Regions from separate parts of the Lactuca sativa genome. Here region 1 is linked to region 2. A link is a contact called in public Hi-C data. All regions are on one chromosome and are shown on one strand. Each heading gives the region's core, a stretch centred on a gene start, on an enhancer-like site or on the middle of the called end of the contact. The rest is flanking DNA. Distances are from core to core; before and after follow the strand shown.

Region 1 (7,219 bases), core at 1,741-4,240, 260 kb before region 2:
ATGACGGTTATGGTTCGGATGAGTCTGAGGAGATGAAAGTTATGAGTAAAATACCATTTTCAGTTCGCCGTTATGAGAAGAGAAAGTCGACACAAAGGCAATGTACAGAAAATGAGATGGTGTCACAGGAAAATTGGGTCACAGTTAGGACCTAAAAAGAAAGAATGTTTTAAAAAGAGTTGATGGATGAACGAATGAATGTATGATTGTATAGGATTTTAGGGATGATGTTTTTGTTTGAAAAAGAAAATGTACAGCCAAAAAATAGTTTTTACTAAAACCAGCCCCAAAGTGTTGAATTAGTTTTATTTGTTTAAAATAAAATAAAATAAAAATATTGAATATGAATCGTATCTGTATGCAGGACAGGCTTTGAGATTTTAGAGATCATGTACAGCTTAAAAGTTTTAGGCACCAAAAATAATAAATCCTAAAAAAAATAAAATAAAAAGGATCCATTTGCTATCTAAGTCCACTTCTACATACATTTATTGTGTAAACATGACATTATAATGTTATCCAAGCGCCCTATAGGCCTATATCATCCAACTTCCTTAAACCTTCACTAGAATGTTACTTAACATTAACAAATTGTGTTTTAACATAAATGAAGCGCACTGTTAGAAGGCCAAATACGAAGATAAAATGCAAAATTTCATTATTTTTGCAATCACCAAACAAAAAGGACCAAAATGTACATACTACTCGTCTCATTCTCAACTCGTTGACTCAAGTTTATATGTTTCTTTTAGGATACAATTTTACAAATTTAGAGTCTACGAAAAAACATTACTGGACTGTGAATTGGGCCACAAAATAGTCCTCATATATATAGCATAATTTTTTCATCTTTCTTGATTTTTACATTATTTTCAAGGTGAAAACTCAAGAAAAAAAAAGCTTATAAAAAATCTATTTTCACACCATTTAAGCCTCTTTCTTGTGGAAATTTTCTTTGAAATTTTTACCACAAAATTAAAAGGTTTTTTTTTTCAGGTATCAGATAATAAGAAATTACGAATTTCGTTGATCAGATTTGAGAAATTATAAAGTTCGATATAAAACCTGTAATTTTGCAGATGATATATGCATATTAAATTTTGCATTTGTTTTTTCTTAAAACGACGTTACTTGGAGTCATGTCCATTTCGACATCTGCAAAATTAGTTGTTTTAGTGTTCAGACTTATTTTTTACAACTTTTTGGAAAATAGTAATGTGATTAGACATATGTCTTTTTTGTCTTTATCATTATTATTATAGCGGATGTTAACATGGAGCAATATGTTCTGTAGGAATCATTATTTGCATCAAATATAACTATATTTTAGTCATTGACTATATTATGTATTAAAGCACCCACACCAATAACATTCATAGTGAATTTCAAACGGGTGACACACATCATTTTGTGTCCTATCATTTCTAACCTCATATTTCCATTAGCCTTTTAACCATTATCATAAGGTGTCACCATATAATACGCAGATGTTGCATTCTTACCAATTTATATTAAACCCAACATGCCATTGCCATTTGCCACCAAACAAAAGATATAAATCTTGTTTCCCAAAGTATTTGTTCTAATTCGACACAAAAACTACAATAAGTGCCTCATAAAAGGGAAACCTGAAACCTAGGAACATGCATGTATGTCCATGAAGCCATGTCCAACATGACATGAAGTTATTTGCAACAAAAGTCAGTATGTGATGTAGTTAAGTCCCATTGAAAATAAAAGGAATGAAATCTTATCATTCAAGAAGTTGATTGCTTCAAATAAGCAATAAGATCAGCTCGATCTTGTGGTTTCTTCAATCCAGGGAAAACCATCTTTGTTCCAGGGATATACTGCACAACATGAGTTTCACAATTTATAAGAAAAAAGAAAAAAGAAAATGTGATGTGAATTAGGACCTTTCAAGTTTCAAATGATATATGTAGTCTTGTACCTTCTTAGGGTTTAGTAAGTAGTCATAGAGTGTATTCTCTCCCCAGGTCACAGCCATATTCTTGTTGGCAGCAGAATAAGAATACCCTGCTGTGGTGCCAGATTGCCTTCCAAAAAGACCATTCAGATTTGGCCCTGAAGTTCATATAAAGCCATATGAGCATGCTAAAAAAAAAAAAAAAAACTTGAGATAGACAAAGAAATCTTTTACCAAATGCAAAAACTACAAGACAGATGCAATACAACAACATTTTTATGATTCAATTCCACTTGATTGGTAGTAAATTGGACACAAATGGAAGATTCCATCAAAGGAAGGAAATGATCATTCCATTCAATAGTAGGTGGAATTCAAATCCGTTCCGCCACTTGGTTTATTGAAAGACAAAAATACTGTTTTTGTGAATGTTTTCCATAGAAGCATTCATCTGCTCTTAGATGCTTATACGTGAGAATGACAAAGATTATGAGAATGATTACAAACAAGTGGTCCTGATTAAAGAAGTCCTACACCTAACCATGTGATCCTAAAGCAGATGAGCTCAATAAACATCAAATCACTACATACAATTAATCGCCAAGAACCCAGAGAGCACACAATTGAACAATATAGCATTCTTTTACCAGGATGTGGCATATGAAAGAGTCAAAAGTATAAAGATCACGACATCAAAAGCATTGCATACGTCGAATCGCAGTAAAACGAGAAATCTTCGATAATATAGCAGCGGAAATTATACTAATTCAAATTACAAATAGAGGAAAAGGCAAGTAATAAGCTATTTGGGATTTAGACAATAATGTAAAAACCTTGCTTGTGACCGGCTCCTTTTTCGACGGTGTGGCACTGAGCGCACTTGGTTTTGAATATCTTCTCTCCGACTTTAGCATCGCCTCCTGGTGCTTGCTCGAATGACGCCATTTTCCGGTGAAATAAACGCCGCCAATAAGAATCTTAAAGAGTTAGGGTTTCGACTTTTACAGAGACGACACCGCCTTTCGAGAACTTTCTTCTTTCTTTTACAGGTGTTTTATGGCGTTTACATAAAGGATCGTGGCTTTATTGACGCGGCACACGCCATGAGACATTTATGCCCTCACTTCAAATTTCATCTGACGCTTTTACCCTCATTTGACAAGAAATCTTGTATTTTAGATTAAATTTTTTTGAAAGAGGTATTTTAGATTAAATTACAGATTAAGACCTTGAACTATTGCTTAATCTCGAGGTTCTAGCATATTTAGATGTTTGATATTTTGTTGACGGATTCTGTCAAACACTTTTTGAATGACTATATCCGATCTGTATGTTTGATACATGAGAAAAATGGGTCTGACCTAATTATTGATTTTGCTCCGAAGAAAAAAAAAGAGGTTGACCGAATAGGTGAATGAGATAATGACAATCATGCCCTAATAAAAAAAACACGCCTCCTTCCAATTTCAGCACCTTCAACACTTGTCCCCATTTTACCTAGGCGACGTTGTTTTTTTCGTTTTCCTTGTCCTAGACGTCTTCTTCTTCTTCTTGCCCCGATTTCCAGCAGCACTCTTCCATTCTCCACCTACCATATTTCTTAAGATAATGGTGTAGAACTAACACATGTCACACACTGTAATTATAAAAAGTCTTTGTTGTATTTTTTTTATTTGTGATGTGAATAACAGTTGCATTATGTAATCATTATTTGCAAGAAGTTACTATATTTCTAATTGACATGGTCTTGTTATAGATTCATTTTAATAAGTAATCAACATGTCAATAATATTACTTAATAGTTACAGGTGTGTTTATATAGAAAAGATGAATTTGTATCGTTTGAGTTACAAACAGAACAGAAAGGTAAAATTATCATTTTCATCGTTCCGAACAACCAGTCAGATGTAAATTTAGTCAGAGTTCAAACTCAATCATGTCTGTGAATCAATCAGTTTATTCATCAATTATCAAACAAGTCAATATTTGGTCTATTAGATGTTAGAAAATTAAGTTTCATTTTTATATGATCTAGTCTTTTTACCCAACACAACTTATAGTAAGAGGTTAACTAACATGCTTGCTAAAAAAAATCGCATCCAAGAAGTTATTAAATGATACAATTCCTAATTAGAAATTATGTATGATATATAAAAGTATAACCCGATTGCTTTTGACAAACCGTTATAAATGATTTATCATATAACAAAGGTTTATTTCCGCAAAAATCAAAGGATGTGATTCTTTACTAAAAAAACCCGATACTTGATAAGTGATTAAATTTCATCGTTCTAAGTTTGCAAAATATAATTGAGTCATATATATCAACAAACAAGCAACCGACACCGAATGATTTTTAACCACAAAAAGTGAACTTTACGATTTGGCATCGACATATATGGATATAAATGTTTGTTTATAGAGGAAAAAAAATATAGATTTCCGTATATTAACATTTTTCAATAAAAACAAGCAATTGAAAACAATGGTTATGGTGCTCTAATTTTTTATTTTTTTAAATATGGTTAGTTTTTTAACCAAAAAAAAAAGGAGATTTTTGACCATTATTTCGCGGTCATCATGATCGCGATAGAAATTTTATTAAAAAATGGATGTATTTTTTTTGACACGAATTAAAATTAAATGGGCAAACTAAAATATAGTATTGTTATGTTATTAGCCCTATATTTTATGGGTATCACAAAATTCGTTTAAAAATGCTCCGATCAAAATCAATTTCAAATCCCTAAAATTTTGGAAAGCTTGACAAAATTCATGCAAGGATTTTACACCAAATTTATAACTTATATTGACAACTCAACATGCATCTCCAAATTGTTGGTTGCAAATAACATAAGGCCAAATATTTATAAGTATGAGATTTATAAATATGAGATTTTTTAACATGTCATATTTAATTTGAAAAATATTTTATATAATTAATACATTTCACATTTAATTTTGATAATATTTCTTATAATTTAATGTTTCTTATTTGTGCCTTTAAGACACATATTAAAAAACCCCTATAAATATTTTAGGAGAAATTAAATTGCTTGCTATTTTTTATTCCTACAAATATGCCTACCTAATAAAATTATGACAAGTGTCATCATTCTGTATTTTTTTAACTAAATCGTTAAAACTATATTAGAAATATGTCAAATAAAATTAAATTGAATGGTGATTTGTCATATTTTTAGTGGATAGAAATAATTATAGGTATAAAAAATAAGAGGTAATTTAATTTCTCATATTTTAGTCACCATTTTTTATTTAAAAGATCCATATCTTTCTTGATAGATTCAATTACAATGTGTTAAATTGCGTAACAACCAACTATAGTTTTATGTTTGGAAAAGAGTTGTGGAACAAAAGAAAGCAATCTTCGACTTCCAAAAGGGAAGCAACACGATCAACAATAACAAAGAAAATGCATAAACTGGATGAAATTTTACAAGGATTTTATAAAAGTAACAGCAGAATATCATTGAGATACACATATCATAATTTCCACCAAAAAAAACAAGGTGGATCTCCCAGCCAATCCAACATATCTCAAAATCCCAAACACAAAAAAGAAAAAACAAAAAAGAAAATTAAAAAACAGCAATACTTATTAAGTCTAACCCCTTTACAAACTATCCACCATTCCCACAAAATTTAAACCCTTTTTTTTTCCCACTCAACCTCCCGAAGAAGGAGGCAACATAGGCCACCCCAATAACCTTGGTGACCCCACGGGACTCGACCGCTGACTAGGCGAAAACAAACTTAATTCCACAAACGCCCCTGAACCCCCTTCCTCTCCTCTCTCATTCATCCGAAACGAAATCGACCCTTGTTTTCCCGAATCTGCCCCTCCACTAACAGGACTTTGGTTAGCAATCAACGAAAGGGTATCATTATATTCTTCAATAATCCTTCTCCTATCTTCTATATCTTGCAAATTCTTCAATTCCAATGAGTCCGCAATCGGATAATAAACAAGCACACAAACCGCCACCTCAGCACAACATAAAATCGACAAAAAAGCCAAGAACGCGAGAATCTCAAACAAAGTGTCCCCCGGTTTTGACAAAACCGATAAACCTAGTAACACAACGCGCAAAGGAAAGAAACTTGACACTGTGATTATCAATATGAACACACGCTTTCTCAACCCTTTGCTTATCACTAAGTTTAAGATTTTCCTTCCTAGATAAAACAAGTACATGTTTAACAAAGTTGCGAAAAGACCAAGAAGGGTAGTGCTCGTTAACGGGTAGTAGCAACGCGAGGAGGGCGGGGATGTAATTTTGAAAAAGTAACCGCGGTCACCCGTCTCATAATGATGCCCGAATATGACAACGAGCGTTTGAAGGGCAAGAATCGGGAAACAAAATAAGAGAATGTAAATTGTTGTTTTGAAGTTCCAATTTTGGCTCAAGGGACCGGATTCGGTTTTTTGTAAGGATGCGCGAAGGAGAAAAACTAGGGTTAGGAAGAGACACGGTTCGGAGAATCCTAGGTTTGATACTATGTAACATTTGCAGATAATGTCTTGCCATTTTAGGTTAAGGGTGTTGAGTAAACGCCCTTCTTGGCGGATGAAATCAAGGCGGAGGATTTCACCGAGGCCCCACCAGATTGTGAAGAAGATGAAGATGATACGGATGACCCACGGACCAGAGAAATATTTGAGACGATTATACCCTTGGGTGCGAATGTGGGAACGGAAGTAAAAGGAGTAGAGGATGCAAAGTGTACCAATGAGTGATGAGATGGTGACTAGTGATATTGTGACCACACCAAGTGCATCAGCAACTAATTTTGTCAGGGGCATCACCCAAAACACGGATTCCACGCATGCTCTCTGACAGCATGGATGCGTAGAATTTTTTTGGGAATTTGTGTTGGAAACGATTTGATTCGTTCTTGATGAAGGACCAATAGTTGGGTGACACGTGTTGGTTACAATTCTTGGATCTTTTTCTCCCTTTCGATGCCAACCATTCACTCGCGTGATTATGTAATTGTAATGTGCCAGCTAAGCTGCCTGCAATGACAGATATGGAAGATTAATATCAGTATTCAGTAACTGAAGATAACATAATTCATAAGTAGAAAGAAAGTTTATATCCTTCTGTAATCGATAAACAGTTAACAAAGGTATGTAGTCTATTCTTGGAATTGATGCATGTCTATAATGAATAATCCTATTAGCAAACTCTACAAATCCAATGAATTGAGTGATTTATGTTGAGAAGAACCCTAAATAGTTTTCAAGACACACAAAAGTCAAACAAGTTT
Region 2 (6,724 bases), core at 4,121-6,620:
ATTACATCAAGTCATAATCAAGTTAAATGACAACATTGAGAACTCTGGAAGCACTTTTACAACTTGTTTACAAATCTATTTCATTTTCTGCATGTTTCAAAGTTGATTGTTATTTTCATTATTTGACGTTTGCAAACAAATCACCCTTTGTAACCAAATAACCTTGCGCAAAGAGGTATAGACTTTTATCCCATGTCTCTGTGGTTCGACCCTGCTTGCCTTGTACTACTTTTTAATGCATTAAAGCAGTGTATTTGGAGTTAGTTGTACCCATATCATTTGTTGGGTTTGACACTCCTAACAACCGTGTCCCCGACAATGGCACCAATTTGTTAGGCGTGTCAAACCTAACAAATAAAGGGGTGCAAAATGACTCCAAAACACTGTTACTTTGCACTAAAAATGTAATACAAGGTAAGAAGGGTTGATCCACTGAGACACGGGACAAGTGCTTATACCTTTTTTGCGTAAGGTACAAAAATGGTCACAAAAAAGGGGAAATTTATAAGCAATGATTTAAACAATAGAATAAAGCAATACATAAATGATTGATTAAATGAAGTATATTCAAGACTTGTAAGGACTCCAACTCCATGCAAGACAAATTATCAATGTGATTCCAAGGATGAAATTATATTTCTTCAATTCTATCTAAATTGGTACTTGGAAATGCTAACAAGCTCTAGCACCTCCCATTCACCACATTGATTAACTAAAATAAGATCTTTGATTAATCCTAACCTTACCAATCTAATCTAAACAAGCTCTTAGAATTAGGTTGAAAGATTGCATTAAACTTTATGTGAATGTTCCCAACAACACTCAATACTCCTCATAAGCCCGGGAGCATAAGAATGTGTGAATAAGATTTACTCTAAATTCATTCAATAGAAATCAGTTTAATGCTTATTACCTAGTCCAATTTACAAAACAATTACGGATTTTGCAATTAGATAACTTGAATGATCTAACCCTAATTCAAATGGCCAATAAGAATCACAATTAGAATCAAACATTCAATTGAAACAAAATCAAATTCACTGGATAGAAAATTGAAAGCAAACATCAAGTCGTATGATTGAAATCACAACTAGAAGTCAAGACATAAAGTTGGAGAATATAGGGTTCTAGCCACCCATGACTAGAACAAGATCACAAATCTAGAAACTGAATTAAAGTTCTTACAAAATGAAATCAAATGTTCCCAAGTGTTAATCAACTCCAAAATCTTCCATAAAATCGCCTTCTCTCCTTCCAAAATCGACTCCCTCTTAAAAAAATCGGTGCCCCCCTTTAAGAATGGTGAAAATTGCTTTAAAACCTGAATTTACGTTTACACGACCCGCGTAAATTAACATTGTCGTTTATGCGCCCGCGTAAACGCAAAAATACACTGCGCAGAAATCTACATTTACACGGACGTGTAAACGCAAGACTTCCATTTACACGGCTGTGTATCTCTGTAAAGTCAAAATCTTCATTTCTTTGATATCTTGTTCCTCGGTGCTCCGCAAGTCCCGAAATTTTGTCTGCAACTCTTATTTACCTCCTCCAACAATATCCAACCTCCAAAAGTCCCTGAAATATCACAAAAATGTGTGAACGAAATTGCCACATGAAAAATCCCGAAAAACATGCAAAATGCATGAGTTTAAGCCTATATGTAATGCACTTTCATGGAGTAAAACTACAAAATGGATGAAATGCATCTAACAACGGGCCCATACTATCTTCCACACCTACCTATATTTGTCTCAAGTATCACCACAACACCCTAACAATATACATATACATGGTGGTCGCTCAATCCTCACCCCTAGAGGAAGGCTAACTATCTCATAACTGACCTACCGGCCTCACGCAACCCACCCATCCATGAAACTTCCACCAACCCTACAACACTAGTGTATGCTAGTCATATATAACGCTGGACCCTATAAACTTTCGAATACCTGATCCTACCCTAAGCCCTTCATAAGTCAAGAACTGGAAATAAGATAACCAAACATTCTCATGCTATAAGGTCTTAATTATGTATGGCTGTGATGCATACACTAAGAAACCACAGTAATGATGTCAATTTCATATAAGGAAAACCCTAGGCTATAAGACATCATACAATCTGGCAATTCTATCATGTAATTCCTGAAGATCCTTAGCCTAGTATTAGGATGTTGTTCTAACATATCACATAATCAAATAGTTGCATGGTATTTTAGGGTCTACTTACTGGCTCCGGCTGATCGTATACTCTGCATCCTCATTTACTTATTTTGAAAACCATTTAAAACCATTTTGAAAATCTTTCCTTGATTTCAGACTGGATTCACACGAGTGTTCCTCCAATTTACTCAAACCAAGACTTTGGTACCAACTCGTAACACCCATAAAATCATGCCAAATTTAAACTTTTTCAAAATATTTCAAAACCATTAATCATTGCAAAACTTGTTTTCAAAATAGTATAATATTAGAGCATCCCAGAAACAAAGTCATAAATGTGAGGAGCTATACGATCACACCTTTGCCTTCCCGCGATCATTTGAGGTACATGAAACCAAATCTAAAACTATAAGCCCGAAGCTTAGTAAGTTCCCCCAAAATACCCATACACGCAACAATATACATATAATCACAGACAACATACTATGGGTCTAGTCAACCATCGGGTTGGAATACCCCAGTCCCTCAACCATCCGGTTGGAATGCCAACATACTATGGGTCCAATCATCCTCGGGATGGAATACCCCAGGCCCACAACCAACAGGTTGGAATGCCCACATACTACGAGTCCAATCATCCTTGGGATGGAATACTCACGACCTACAACAATCGGGTTGGAATGCCCAAGTCTATTGGCTTTCGCACAAAGCAGATAAGCCTCAACTACTAATCAAACATGTGTACATATATCGGCTAATCACATAACAATCTATAGACAGACAAACTGATCTAACATATCATAACATCATAGTAACATCCTATCTACCAGGATTCTGATCTAACGGATCATAGCAACATATAACATCTTATCTACTAGGATACTGATATAACGGATCATAACAACATATACCATCCTATCTACCAGGATACTGATCTAACAGATTATACAATACTCAAGCATATAACATATCAGGATAACAATCCAAAAGGGTCAACCTTGGTGCCTTAGACCCTTGCTATAGTGAGGAAAACTCACCTCACAACTGTCGAACTGAAGCGATAAGCTCAAACTCTCAAATCACTGCCACGTACTCCACTGCCTTCAAACTGATGCCAATAAGCAGAAGGGTCAGATCCACTAGCTTTTCTTGCACCACTCCTCTTATACTTCAAGTCTTCTTCTTGAAAATCACCTTCCAAGTTGGGAGTCGGGGTGTTACATCGTATAATCTTCATCACCCTCGGGAAGGGTCAAAACCGATGCCTCACATAACTTTTGCCTCATATCCTCAAATGCCAACTGCTGCTTAGGCCCCCAATGAAAAGCAAATGCCTTATTCGTCAATTGAGTCAAAGGTACCACTATCTTTGAGAAATCCTGGATAAACCTCCGATAATACCCGAACAACACAAGGAAACTTTGAATCTCAGATGGAGACCTTGGAACCTCCCATCACATCACAACCTCAGTTTTATCTGTATCAACTAAGATATCATCCTGATTGACGAGGTACCCTAAAAATTGAACCTCGCACAACCTAAACTCGCACTTAGAGAGTTTGACATAAGCCTCTCCTTATTAAAGTCTCAAGAACCTCCTTCAAGTGCATCCTGTGCTGCTCCTCGATCTTAGAATAAACCAAAATATCATCAATAAACACAATCAGTGACTGATCCAACATCGACATGCGCACATGGTTCGTGAGGTCCATGAACGTTGTCAGTGCATTGGTGAGCCCAAATGCACCACCACGAATTCGTAATGGACATAACGATCCCTAAAGGTCATCTTCTGGATATCCTTATCCTTGTTTCTCATCTGGTGGTGACCCGACCTGGAAGTTTGGGACGTTATAATGAAACGAGACCCTAATCATAAGGTTTGCTTAAATAAGGCTCAATGCCAGAGGTATAGGGTTTTGAGCCCAGCCGCCACCACACCACAACCAACACCTGATTGCATCGCGACTTAAATGATGTGGTCGTACCGTGCCGGGTCTCTACCACTACACCACAATCAGTCATAAATCCCCAAACATCAAACTTGAAATAATTAAATGCTAAAAGATTCATACCTGAAAACGGATGTCACACGTTTAACCACGAATCGAAAGCAACAACATGAAGCATGTAATCTCTTCATTAATTTGAAAATCCATTTCGATCATCTACACTTTGAATTGAAACGAAACGAATGTCTTGAAGCATCTCAAGATCAAAGCACCATCTCAATCGAAATCTCTCCATCATTTAACCCATTAAAATTAAATCACATAATTGTACCATCGAAATTTGATTCGAGATCGAAAACCATCAAGAACTTCTTTCGATAATACTTCACATCGAAATTAGCGTGCACATCGAAATCTCAAGGCATCTTCTTCAATGAAACAACATTGGACCATCATTTTCTATAATTTGCTAACCTATAAAACTCAAAATAAGATCGAAATTAGAACTAGATAAAATTAACAATTTATCGAAAATTAATGTTGATCAAAACAAAACAATATCATTGTCTTACAACCAATCCATCAAAAAAAATCGGTTCTACATACCATTCGATAATCATATCTCAAGCATGAACACATTACTTTTATATCAAACATTGTGTTTATAGCTTCCTCGATGAAAAAGAGGCATAAAAGAGTTGGATCGATTTTGAGAAAAAAGGGCATACATAGGCAAAAGAAAGTGAAGGAGAAGGGGAGAGGACACAACTATTGGGTTGGGTGAGCATGTTTTTTAATTAATAAAATATTAAAATAAAAATAAAAAAATACAAAAAAATAAATTAAAATAATATAACGGTCCTTACAACTTTTTAGGGACCAAACCCATTAAAGTTTTTTTGATTCCGTACAAATTGAAATATTTTTAGATCTAAAGTATAAATAAATCCCATTATCTATTTTTTTTTCCAACGGTGTAAGCCCTAATAAGAGCCGATAGCCCAATACCTACAGTTTGATGGGCTTAAATAAATATTATAATCCAACCTAGTTTCCACATAAATTATAATCTAAATAATGGGCTATCAATCAATAAAAACGTTAACACAAAGCAAAAAAGTATTATATTTTTGTTAAGTTTTAACATAAGGTGTCATGAATTATTTAAGAATGGAGTATTCTTTTGTCCTTGGATCCTTGAGGACAAAATGGGACCCACATGGATATATAGGTTAAGAAAATGACAGAAAATATGCCATGTGTCGTCAGAGATTCCCTCTTCCCTTCCTGCCTTCTGCCTTCTGCCTTCTGCCTTCATCTTCACGAGTCAAAACTCAAAACCATTCGAGCTTCCTTCCATCCCTCAGACACTGCTACGTATCAATCGATCCCTCGCATTCCAACGCTCTTTCACATAGATCCGAAAATTTCTCTCTCCATTCCTTCTCACACCTCACTCGTCGTCATTCTCAAGCACCCCATTTCATTCGTCTCATCATAAAACTATAAAATAATCGAGTTGTTGAGTTTTGACCCATTCAATTGACTTAAGCAAGATAATAATTTTTCACATTCATCTGAATTTCAACAATTCTTCAACACTCCGATCTGGGTCTCTCTCTTTATTGAGTTTCTGTTTTTCATCACCGGGGTAGGTTTGTATATTCTAATTAGGGATCTTGAATCGTTTTGGGTTCATAATTATTAGTGCGATTTGGCGAATTTAGGGTTTTGATTACATGGGTAGACATTCCAGTTTATTTTATATCGAAGGTTCATAATGCAATTAGGAAGTTGGGGTTTCAAGCTATCAATAACGTTTATATTGAGGATCAAATTGATTGGATCGCTGGATTAGATGATATATATTGGATTGTAAAACTTCATATCTGGAAACAGTTATGGGGTGTATGTGCTCGAAAGGAATATCAGCAAATGAGTATTCAGAGAAGGAATCAAAGAGATCATCAAAACGTTTCCTCGGTTCTTCAAGAAGGGATGAAGTTGCAGTGGAGGTTGATAATGGCAGCAATGAAGCTACTGCTAGGCTAATTTCAGAGGGTAACAGAGAAAACACAGCAAGTTCAGGGCAAACACCATGGGATGAAGGGGAGAGAAAGAGTGTGGTTTATGAGCAGCAACCTGTGGTGCAAGTGCAACCGCTTGTGCAACTATCTCAAAAACCTGCAAAAACTGAAACCAAGGGAAACGGAGAGATACACCACCAGCCTGAAATCTGTAGAACATTTAGCGTTGCCAATGGATTTGATGGTGCTCAAGAAGCTGCTGGTTGGCCTTCTTGGCTCACTGCTGTTGCAGGGGAAGCCATTAAAGGATGGTTGCCCAGAAGAGCAGACTCATTTGAGAAATTAGACAAGGTCTGCCCTTCTTTTGCTTATATTTTAAAGTGAAACTGTTAGATTTTATATAAATTGTGTACATTTGGATGCAGATTGGACAGGGGACTTACAGCAGTGTGTACAGAGCTCGAGACCTTGAAACTGGAAAGATTGTTGCTTTAAAGAAGGTAAGGTTCACTAAGATGGATCCAGAAAGTGTTAGGTTTATGGCAAGAGAGATTATTGTTCTTCGTAGGTTAGACCATCCA

What was found. A called contact is a pair of places that touch in the nucleus more often than the background predicts.
Region 1: a contact with region 2 is called in a Hi-C map of seed, with 6 times the contacts expected there. The contact joins the promoter of LOC111883972 here to the promoter of LOC111878988 in region 2. A contact is called at or near these places in 4 of 4 Hi-C or Micro-C datasets (bud, leaf and seed).

Annotation. Positions count from the first base shown.
Region 1 is chr9:220,694,961-220,702,179 of Lsat_Salinas_v11, reverse strand. LOC111883972 (cytochrome c) reads right to left here and starts at 2,990. Exons shown (of 3, transcript XM_023880300.2): 1 at 2,761-2,990; 2 at 1,952-2,085; 3 at 1,506-1,850. The coding sequence starts at 2,872. The coding sequence ends at 1,758. LOC111883954 reads right to left here. Exons shown (of 2, transcript XM_023880277.2): 2 at 5,371-6,965. The coding sequence starts at 6,752. The coding sequence ends at 5,613. LOC111883979 (mitogen-activated protein kinase kinase kinase 17) reads left to right here. Exons shown (of 2, transcript XM_052767500.1): 2 at 1-348. The coding sequence ends at 155.
Region 2 is chr9:220,442,716-220,449,439 of Lsat_Salinas_v11, reverse strand. It overlaps LOC111878988 (probable serine/threonine-protein kinase At1g54610), which reads left to right and starts at 5,370. Exons shown (of 8, transcript XM_023875450.3): 1 at 5,370-6,494; 2 at 6,569-6,724. The coding sequence starts at 6,018.